Regions from separate parts of the Gossypium arboreum genome. Here region 1 is linked to region 2. A link is a contact called in public Hi-C data. All regions are on one chromosome and are shown on one strand. Each heading gives the region's core, a stretch centred on a gene start, on an enhancer-like site or on the middle of the called end of the contact. The rest is flanking DNA. Distances are from core to core; before and after follow the strand shown.

What was found. Hi-C and Micro-C count contacts between places; a contact is called where the count stands out from the background.
Region 1: a contact with region 2 is called in a Hi-C map of leaf, with 2.5 times the contacts expected there. The contact joins the promoter of LOC108460927 here to the promoter of LOC108480706 in region 2. A contact is called at or near these places in 2 of 5 Hi-C or Micro-C datasets (both in leaf).

The regions. Positions count from the first base shown.
Region 1 is chr4:108,721,351-108,726,463 of ASM2569848v2, reverse strand. LOC108460927 (transcription factor DIVARICATA-like) reads right to left here and starts at 2,463. Exons shown (of 2, transcript XM_017760633.2): 1 at 1,148-2,463; 2 at 1-890. The coding sequence starts at 1,572. The coding sequence ends at 389.
Region 2 is chr4:108,398,235-108,403,795 of ASM2569848v2, reverse strand. LOC108480706 (laccase-4-like) reads right to left here and starts at 3,410. Exons shown (of 5, transcript XM_017783783.2): 1 at 3,188-3,410; 2 at 2,906-3,057; 3 at 2,441-2,814; 4 at 1,417-2,343; 5 at 957-1,317. The coding sequence starts at 3,274. The coding sequence ends at 1,187.

The DNA.
Region 1 (5,113 bases), core at 1,214-3,713, 320 kb before region 2:
GGAAATATGAATTATTTCAGGCTCATATCAAATTTTAAGCCTCTATAGTACAGTCTGTCATTTTGCAGAGGACTCGGATCCACATGGTGGTATCTATAGAACACACAATCAATCTAAGAATAACAGGTTACAACAGATGATGCAGACACACGACTAGACTAGAATTAACAAGAGCCCAAGCTTCAAGTAAATAAGCTTTTATCTTTTTGGTTCAATGATTCAGAATTTGAATGATAAATCACAAAACCACCTAACTGATCTCTCTTTAAGTGGAAACTACGGACTAAAATGCATCTCCAAGATATACACATCACTAGTAGGCTTCATCTTCATCTCTTTTAACTAATAATAATACCTTGAGAAAAGTCTTCCCACATTATCACCGAGTTTATTGATGTTGTTGCATTGACTGCATCTGGAAATGAGTGTTGTAAGATCCGAATTGAGATCTGGGAAGAGTTTCTCCAAGCAAATTTTGTTCCTCCAGCTTGGGTCCGTATGATGAAATCCCACAGAAAGGGGACAGGAAAGCATTGCAATTACTCGTCCGGTTGAAAACCATAGTTGCTCCATTTTGTTGCTTCCATTCAAAGTCGATCTCTTTAGTTGTGGCTAGTTTAGCTTGCTGCTGTGCCTGTATGACTGCAGAAGAATCACTTGAAGACGAATGCTTGCAGCGATCCGGTGACGAAGAGGGAGTATCAGGGACATTAACCGTTGTGATATCATGGATACTGGACCTCCTCTTGTCTTTCCCCCCAGTTACCTGCCTGATGAAGTATTTCTGAGCATGACTTGCCACTTGAGTCGGTGTTCGAGTAGTCACGAAATTGCGTGAAATATTTCTCCAATCCCCTTTACCGTACTTTTTAAGACCCATTAAGAATTGTCTGTCATTAATCATCAAGTCAAACATCATAAGCCGCTAGGAAAAATGCTGAAAACCATTGAACGGTACAGAATTTGCACAACCAAGAAAAGCGACATGCACCAACAAAACATACACAGTGTTTACCAACCAACCACATTGTCAACATTCATAACAATTGCAAGATTCAAACAGGAAACTCCATTGATACCTGATATCCTAAGGACTGATCATAATTGTCAAATATATAAAGAACCAAAAAAAAGGGCTAGCAGTTACCTGTGTTCTTCTTCAGTCCATGGCACTCCTTTCTTCCTTTCTTGATCAGAAGAACGAGACCCAGTCCCTCTTTTACCAGGAGTGTAATAGTGTCTAAATCCAGCAAAGCCTTGACTATCATTACCCCACTCCAATGTAAAAGAATCACTGCTATATCCAGGGATTGGAATCAGGCCAGCCTCTATATCACTCACATCTTCTTCCAATTCTCTGTATTGCTTGATGACATCCCCAACTGTTTTTCCAGGAATCATAGATGCCACCTTAATCCATCGATCAGGGGTATCTTTATCATATAAAGCCAAAGCATTTTCAAAGCACTTGTTCTCTTCAGGCGTCCATTTAGTACCTTTACTCTCTTGAAAAAACCAATTGGAAGTATGTAAATAAGAGGCTGGAGAGAGAATTTCAAGTCCCCTATTCATTTGTTACTGGTTATGTAAACTGCCAAAGATGATTTGCCCGTACGCAAAAAAAGAAAGAAGAAAACTATGCTTTTCTCCCTCTTTGAATGAAATTGTTCAAAGAGAGAGAAAAACCAAATTAGATAAATGCAGAGAAGTAAGGCTGTTTTAAATTAGCAACGAAATATCAAATCATAAAAACATTAAAATGGATTCGGAACCCTTTTTCACACAAGATTAAGTTGAGGAATCTCAAAAAAGTGAACTTTCCAAAACCCAAGGAAAATTCGAGAGCTGGTAGAAAAAAAAAAGAAGAAAAAAGCAGATCTTTGCAAATATAAATGAAAAACCCTAGACATACATAGTAGATCCAAAATTACATACTACAATTACAACTAGAAAATTGATATAGAGATTAAAATTTAAAAACCCAGATCATAGATTTAAACACAAACTGGAAAAAAAAAAAGAACGCAGTAAATCGATGAAGAAAGCAAAAACAATAAAACAAAACAAAGAAGGTTCTAGAGAATTGGAGAGCTAAAAGTGGGGGGAAATCTTTAGCAGTTTATATTTTGTTAGGAAGATAAAGCAAAAGCAAGGAGAAGAAAGAGAGAGTGCATGATAGAAATGAATTATAAGCACACTCTTTTGAGTTATATTTTGTACTGCTTACAAAACTATGAAACAGAGAATGATGAGACTGAAAGTGAAGGCAGAGAGAAAGAGAGGGGTCAAAGCTGCTAACTTGTGATTGGTGTTGAAGAAAACGGAGATTGTGGGCGCTACTGTGGCCAAAGCAACGTTCTTTTTCTCTAAAATATTATGAGGGAAGGGTGATGGCCAATCAGAAGAGAGACATCGACGGACATTTGGCTTGTTGGTGAATGAAATTGGATGTTTGGTTTTCTGGTCTTTTTATTTGGAGATGACCAATTTTGGCACGTGAGATGTTTGTCCTTCGTGTCATCCAAAGTTTTAATGGGAGGTGAAATGTGCTTTTTCATTACAAAATTAGTAGAGAAATTTGATTTTGAAGTTAAAAGTATTAAATATATTTTTTGAGAAATTATTAATTGACAGTGGAATTTTTAGATTTTGGTGAGATATTGATAAGTATTCTATAAGAATATAATAAAATATTAAAACAAAGATATATGTCAATATTTTAAGACTACTTGTGGAATAAAATAAAATACTCGTTTTTTTTACTAAACATAAAAGTTGAGATTTAGTTACTTTTAATTTTTGTATTTGGAAGTAAAATTATCAAATAACTTTATTCATATTAACTAGTTAAAATATATATAAGAATTAGATTAATGTATATTTAGTTAAAAGGATTTTTTATTCTCCCAATTTTGAAATTGAGCAAATTGATCGCTCTAAAAAATATTAAAGCAATTTAATCCTCGTCAGTTTCGAAAGTGAGCAATGTAATAACAATTAATAACGACGTTAATGTGTTGATTGAATTTTAGCTCAATTAACATAGACATTGATGTTAGTGTAGGAAGATGTGGGTTTGAGTGTGCTGAAGCGTATTATCCTCCTATTTAAGGGTTGGGGAGGGGCTATGAGTTGTTCTAGGCATTATATTAAAAAAAGTAGATATCATCAAAATCTATAATGAGATTGTTAAAAAAAATGACATTTATGTCATCTGTCAATAGTAATACTTTGATTGATATAGCAACAAAATTAGCCTTCGATGTTTACATATTTTGTCATTTTAGTCTTAATTCTAAAAAATTCAACAAATTTAGCCTTAATTTACACAAATGTAGTGAGATAAATTTGTTAAAATTAACATTAAATTGAAAAATATGTAAACTTTAAGGGCTAAATTTCTTATTGCCAAATCCAAATCAATTTTTTTTATGTTTGGTTCGATAAAACAAGTGCATTAATGTAAAAATAATGTACAAGTCAACTTTTAAAAAACAAGTTTTATAGTAAAATGTCTTATCATTTTGTTTTCTGTAAGACATTGTACATCATAACCTTCTCTACTTTCTCACCTACTCTAGAGAATATATCTTGCCCTTCTCTCTTTCTGTAACACCCTTAACTCGTTTCCGTCGTCGGATTAGGGTTACAGAGTATTACTAAACAATCAAAAACATTTGAACCTTATATCATTCAATTGTAATCACATAATAAATTATTCATACACATACATATAGTCCCTGAATTGAGCCCTTAAAAATAGTTTAGAAACAAATTGGGATCAATTTGAATCAGTTTGGAAAGTTTAGGAAAAAGATAAAAAATCTACAAAACAAGGGTCACACGGCCATGTGGCCAGGCCGTGTGTCTCACAAGGCTGAGAAACATGCCCATGTCTTGGGCCGTGTAACAATTGAACTAGGGACACATGGCTGTGTCTCAACCCGTGTTCCTACCCGTGAAACTCTCTAAGTAGGGTCACATGGCCGTGTCACACGCTCGTGTGCCAGGCCGTGTGTTAGGCTTTGTAACTCACTGACTTGCACCCTAAATAATTCATCAAATGACACATGGCTGTGTCGCTAGGCTATGTGTCTCACATGGCTGAGTCACACGCCCGTGTCTCAGGCCGTGTAGACCCAACATGAACCTTAAACAACAAGTTTACCAATTCAAGCTTACTTGGACTCTAAGTAATCCATTTACCAGCCAAAATACCTATTCAAAGTGACATTAAACAAGCTAAAAGCATGCTAAATCAACCATCTTAAGTGCCTAACCAATGCATCCTCATTGATACCACAAGTATATACAATTTTACAACAAAAAGAATTATCATTCAAGGCATTTTAAATAATACCATCTCACATTTAACCAATATTCCAAACATAGGCATCTCAATCATAATATTCCAAACACACTTACCATGATCTTGCACTTAAACATCAGACCTCATTCATATAAATCACATAAGTTGACTATTTGCATTTAAGATCATATTTTAACATTTTACATATCAAAACAATAGTAATGATATACAAGGCTATTACATGCCATATAATCCAAAATGAACATTCCAAAAACTACCAAAAATGGGGGGATAGTGTGACTTGAGTGCCAATCTGACCTTCCAATCTTCAAAATATCTATAAGAACAGAAAATAACACAAGTAAGCTCATTGAAGCTTAGTAAGCTCGACTGACTAAAATGATAAATCTTACCGAAATAAGTACAACAAGTCAAATAATACTACAACTATATGTGTTCCCTGTCATCCACAATCTCAACTGGTGAGTTGTAAAATTCAATTCAAAACTCAAATACATGACAAAACCATCAAATTCACTAAACAAATTACCTTTCCAAGATTTACAATCTGATGAACGACTTACAGATACGAGTACATCTATATTCCAACCGAAACACACCAGATGCTCATAAGACCTAGTTCAATCGATACACACCAGATGCTCATACGAGCCAGTCCACCTGATAACGCACCAATGGCTCCGAAGAGGTAATCTAACCGAAATCACACCAAAATAGGGAGTATAACACGAGAGTTTAAAATAAATGCTAAATTTTAAACCGTACGAACTTACCTGGACTAAA
Region 2 (5,561 bases), core at 2,161-4,660:
GATAAATCATTTAAAAATAGAAAAATTAGTTTCATCATTAGTTTATCGGTTTCAATTAATTCATTCAAAATTTGATTCAAAATTTTATTTTATATTAGTTGGTTCCTAATTCAATTGGTTTAACTAGCTAGTTTGATCCAATTTTAAGAATCATGATTTTAGTATTATTTATCACTAATTAAAATTATTTTTAAATTTTTTTCTAAATTTTCTCATATGAAATGAATAATAAACTTCAACTGAGAGTTGAGTTGCCGAGTTGAAATATAATCTAGAGAAATGAAAAAAAAAACATAATATGACCTATCCGACCCATGAACATCATCTTTTATTAATAATCTCTTCCTTTTTCCCTTCTTGCTTGATTATGTATTTCATTAAGGACGATGAGAATGAAGGTTTAGGCGTGGTGTAGAAGATATTTTGTAGAAATAAAAGATGATTAAAATTTGCTTTCATCTTTCATTTCAAGCAAACCAGGAAAGCAAATAAAAGGGTCTAACAAAGGCAACAGTCGAAAAAGATGGATCATTTGATATGGATGAAAACTAGCAATATAATATTTTCATTTGTCAATTCTTGTGTGTTTTCAACATGATTGTTGTGTCTTTTTACTTTTGGAGGTTCTTCCATCTTAAACAACCCCATGTGCTTAAGTTACAAAGATTCTTTAAAGCCATTGCATAACTGATTACTTCAAAATCCGACCTAAAAAGTAAACACAACTCCATGAATTTTACGGTCGGTAAAGAAAAGATGTATCCATAGTATAAACTGCAATCTGCAAGCATTTCTATTTCATTTTCAGGTTTGGGCCTTAAATACTTGGTGATCTGTTAGGCTTTTCGGCTGAACCTTTTTAAGATGGAGGCTGCCCAAGGCCTGACATTGGCTAGGACGAGCCTAGCTTCAATGACCCATAAAAGTATGAAACTGAAAACATAAAAAAATGGTGCTTTTGAATAAAATATTTATTCATGATTTCATTCCAAAAATAATAATGCTTGTACAAATGTTATTCGACATTTACCCAAGAGAAAAAGAATTCAATCTCAACTCTTCTTTTGCTTATTAAATAACACAGGTTCACAGCCTCATCTTCTGCACATGAAAGAAATTCTTTCATTCTCTTTCCACGTTTCCTTTCATCGTAAAATCTCGGTGCTGGTGTCCATAGTTGCCTGGTTCAACACTTTGGAAGATCACTTGGAGGAGGAAGAAGTGACTGATTAGGCCCTTTTCCATTGTCTACCAAAAATGCCATCTTAAGTCCCCATGTTGTATGCACTTCCAAATGGCAGTGCATAAACCAAACTCCTGAAAATTCAAACAAAGAAATTGAGTTCATAAAAAAGTTAACGGATGAAAAACATTGGGAAAATGAATGGTATATATCAGAACATTGTGAGTGTATACCCGGGTTATCTGCACGGAATCTAATAGCCACCCATCCACCAGATGGTACCCCAATTGTGTTCCTCTCGACAGGATCGACAAGGTTAAATTTCTGAGGATCGGTTTTGGGATTATAGTTTCCAAGTCCCTTACCAACGGCAAAGAAATTGAATCCATGTAAGTGGATTGGGTGGTTCTCAGGGGCTATGATTCCAGTATCTTGCAAAACAAGTTGTACCGTAGAGTTATAAGCCAGCCTGAAAACCTTGGTCCCATTTCTTGTTTGCAAATTCTTTGGTGGAGTTCCGGTGTAATTAAAGACGTGCGGTGGGGTACTAGGGAAATCAGTGGTAAACACGCCACTGATGTTGAAGAAATGTGCTTGAAGTAAGGCCGTAGTAGGCATAGTGAAAGTCACATTGTTAATAGAAGCTACCACGCGGCTTCCATTACCGGCTTTGCAAGTAGGACAAGGGTTAACCCCCAGTCCGACGGTAAAGTAAAGGTTATGATCAATAGTTGGTGGGACCAAGGCAGGGAATTGTTTGGAATTGAGGGAACGCAGAGAGTCTATAAAGTTGTTGGCAACTGATGTGGCATTTTGTGGTGGTGGGGTAGTGAGACTTGTGGGGGTGTTGTCAAGTGTGCCCGAGTAGTGCAATGTTGCTGTTGCTGTCAGGTTATCGACTGCAACCGGAGCGTCCATAAAAGGGGAGGCAGCAACCATGTATTTGCCTGAATTTTGATCAGCAGAGACAAGGACATTGGTGGTTTGGCCTGGTGCTATTACGACTGTATCAATTTTGAACGGCTTAACATATGTGGCGTCAACTTCGACAACAGTAAGCTTATGCCCGGCAATCTTGAAAAAGAGCTCTTCATTGAGTGCAGCGTTGATTAGGCGTAACAAGTAGGTCTTGCCGCTTTCCACTGGCAATGAGAAACCTCCTGAATATGATAGCAACATAGACCATATACATCAAAGATCTTAGTTTAAAAACCAAGTTTCAAAATTTGAGACAAAAGTGAAAGGGAAGGAGAGTACCCTGTGAAGGACAACCCGAGACCTTTCCTGGGTGGCCATTTATGGTGTGAGCATCCGAAACATTTGGAGCCAATCCAGATTTGAGTGCTTCATTGATCACTGCTTCAGTGTCGGATTTCCACCACTCGGCGAGTACAACAACAACTTCCTTGTGGGGTTTCGGAAATGGATATGGAACACTGCGCTTAGGCAAGATAACAATGGCACCATGAACCGTGGACCTTAACCACAGAATATGCGCATGCCATAACAGTGTTCCTCTTTGGCCTGTGATGGTAAAGTTATATACATAGCTTTGCCCTGACTGAATTGGACATTGTGTTATATATGCTGGCCCATCCGCCCAACCTGTTCGAAGTTGCCTGATACCATGCCTGCAAAATCAAGTGAAACAAGGGGTCCATTTCTATGTTTGATTTTTTGAAGTGATATTCATGAATCCAAAACAGGGATTTGGGTGCTGACCAGTGTATGGAAACATTGTATTTGACATGGTTGACGACTTTAACAAGCACCGTATCGCCTTCCCTGGCGTACAAAGTTGGCCCTGGGAACTTACCGTTGACGGTCACAATGGGTTTACTTGAACATAATCGAGTGGTATTCTTCATTACCACCTGCGCATGTTACCAACACCTCAAATTCACTTAATAAGAAGCTTAATTTCTACATAACAAAGTAAAAAACGAAAAGTTGCTACTGAAACTGAACTACTTTACGTAAAGTAAATAAACCATATGTACTTACATTAAACTTGTAGTGCCGAACAGTGCAATCGACAAAAACAGGAAAAAGGACTGCGACGAGAACTAAAACTCGAATCGAAGAGTACATTGTGTCTCTTTTCTTCTAATCCCTTTTCACCTTGTCTCTCTCTTTATCTAAATATTTTTTGTTATTGTTTGAACACTTAGTTCACCTCGGCCTAGTTGCAGTCAGGTATGACTCACCACCGTACCCTTTTAAAGGGTGATAAGCCAATTGCTGCCATGTCGTTGTTACTTAGTTAGGTAGATGAATGTATCCTTTAGAAACAAGAATTATTGAGAATTAAACAGAGGGTTTTCCCATGATTTCTTGCATTTCACATAAAGTTGGTTTTTTTTTTTTTTTTTTGTACCAAATCATAATTGGAAGTTAAGTTATTGAACCTCTTAAATGCAGTTTCCAATTAATTAGAGCTTAATCAGAAATTTGGTTGGTTGGAATTTGTGGTCAATAATTTACATTTCAGCCAAAAAAAAAAAATAGCTATTTTTCTCCAAGATATTGTCTAAAAATGCTGGGCTTTTTACTTAAATCATTTAGCACCCTAAGTATTGAAATGAGACTATCTAGACAGATTCGGCCAAGTTAATTGAAATAATATAAAAAAAAGAAAAAAGAAGAAGAAGAAGAAGTTGAATTTGTATCCTTATAGTTTTAAAAGTTAGAATATCCTGAACATTTCTATGGGCCACTGTTTTAGTCGATCACTTTTTTAAATGCAATTCATGAACCTATTAGAAAAAATGAACAAACAAACATAGAGAATGACTATCTCAACTCAATTCTCAATTAACCAATTTCACTAAGCTTAATAAATTCACTGTTCACCTTGTTTTTGTTACTATTTGTTTGTTACAAAATGATTCTTTTATAGTCAAATTCTATTATATTACTTATATATATTGAGGTCATAAGTACCTTGATGAATATGATTGTGAGAATATTTTTCCCTTTCATCTATAATTTCTTGTATAGTATTAGAGTAGCAGTTATAGATGTTGGAACATTGGCAGCAGCAAAACACAAAATAAACAACAAATTTGCTCAAGAAGATCAAGTGAAACCAAGAGCAAAAATGAGCACAAACTTGAGCTAAAGTTGAAGGAAAAATCAGCAACAAAAGAAGGAAACAGAGAACAAAGAACAATGAAACAAATGCAAGAAACAAAGAACAAATTACTTGCTCACAAATGTGAAGCAAGGAAGCAATCGGCTTCACTAAGAAAATTGATTTGCTTACGATATGCTTACTCATTCAATAAAGAAACAATACATTTATAGAGAAAACACATTACCAAATACTACCTACTCCCACTTAGTAGCCTAGGGACTTGCTAAGCATTACTTGTACACATCAATAAGTGAATTATCACTCAATCATCACCTAAACACATCAAAACGTCAAGAACTTAGTTCATTTTCAACCAAACTAAACTAAATTGCAACTACAACAGACAACATGTTGTCATGCGGTAAAGATGCATACAAGCCGTATGCACTCAACAAAAACATAACAGTAGCATGGGTGGCCAACTTCCAACACTCCTCCTTGGACTCCATGCTGCAAATGTCATTCATTCATCAAGTTTTTGAACTTGGCAGTTCTTAGATGCTTTCTTTCAAGTTGACCCTGCACAAGAACTTCATTCTCAACTTATCTTCAACCTTGGCCTCATTATCAACAGAATCTCACTCACACACTTGACAATCCCAGTCTTTTGTGCCTAAATATTCGTTGATCAAATGGAGTCTTCTCCTCCTTCATAGCAAATCGACTTGCACACTTGACTATCCCATCTTTTGTGCCAAACATTTGCTCATCAAATGGAGTTTTCTCCTCCTTCATAGCCTCGGTTGACAACACATCTTGCCTAGCTTGTTCATTTGTTCATTCTCGTCCTGCTTTCTTCTTACACAAACAGCTTGCAAGTATAGTTTGCTTGCCTTCAATCTACACTTGCACCCTCTCGAGCTTGCATTTAGACCGTCCGCCACACTTTGGCTTGCACCCACTCGGCTTGCATTTAGACGGGCTCTCACTTTGACAGGCTCGCACTTGGTTTACTGTCTTCAACAGGCTTGCAACTTTACAACTTGCATTGAACTTCACCTTTGATGACTTGCTCTTCACATACCGCCTTCCTTGAAACTCCTCCTTGACTTATCCTAAGCTTGTTTGAGAGTCTCACGGGGTGAGTTGTCACTGCCTTCTCCTCCTTCAACTTATAGTCTCACAAATGTGAGTTGTTTGCTACCTTAACAAATAGCCCTCAAAGATGTTAGACTTTGGCGCCTTCTTTCTTAACAAGTAGCGAAGCAAAGACAAGCCTTCAAAGATGACAGCTTCAACGGC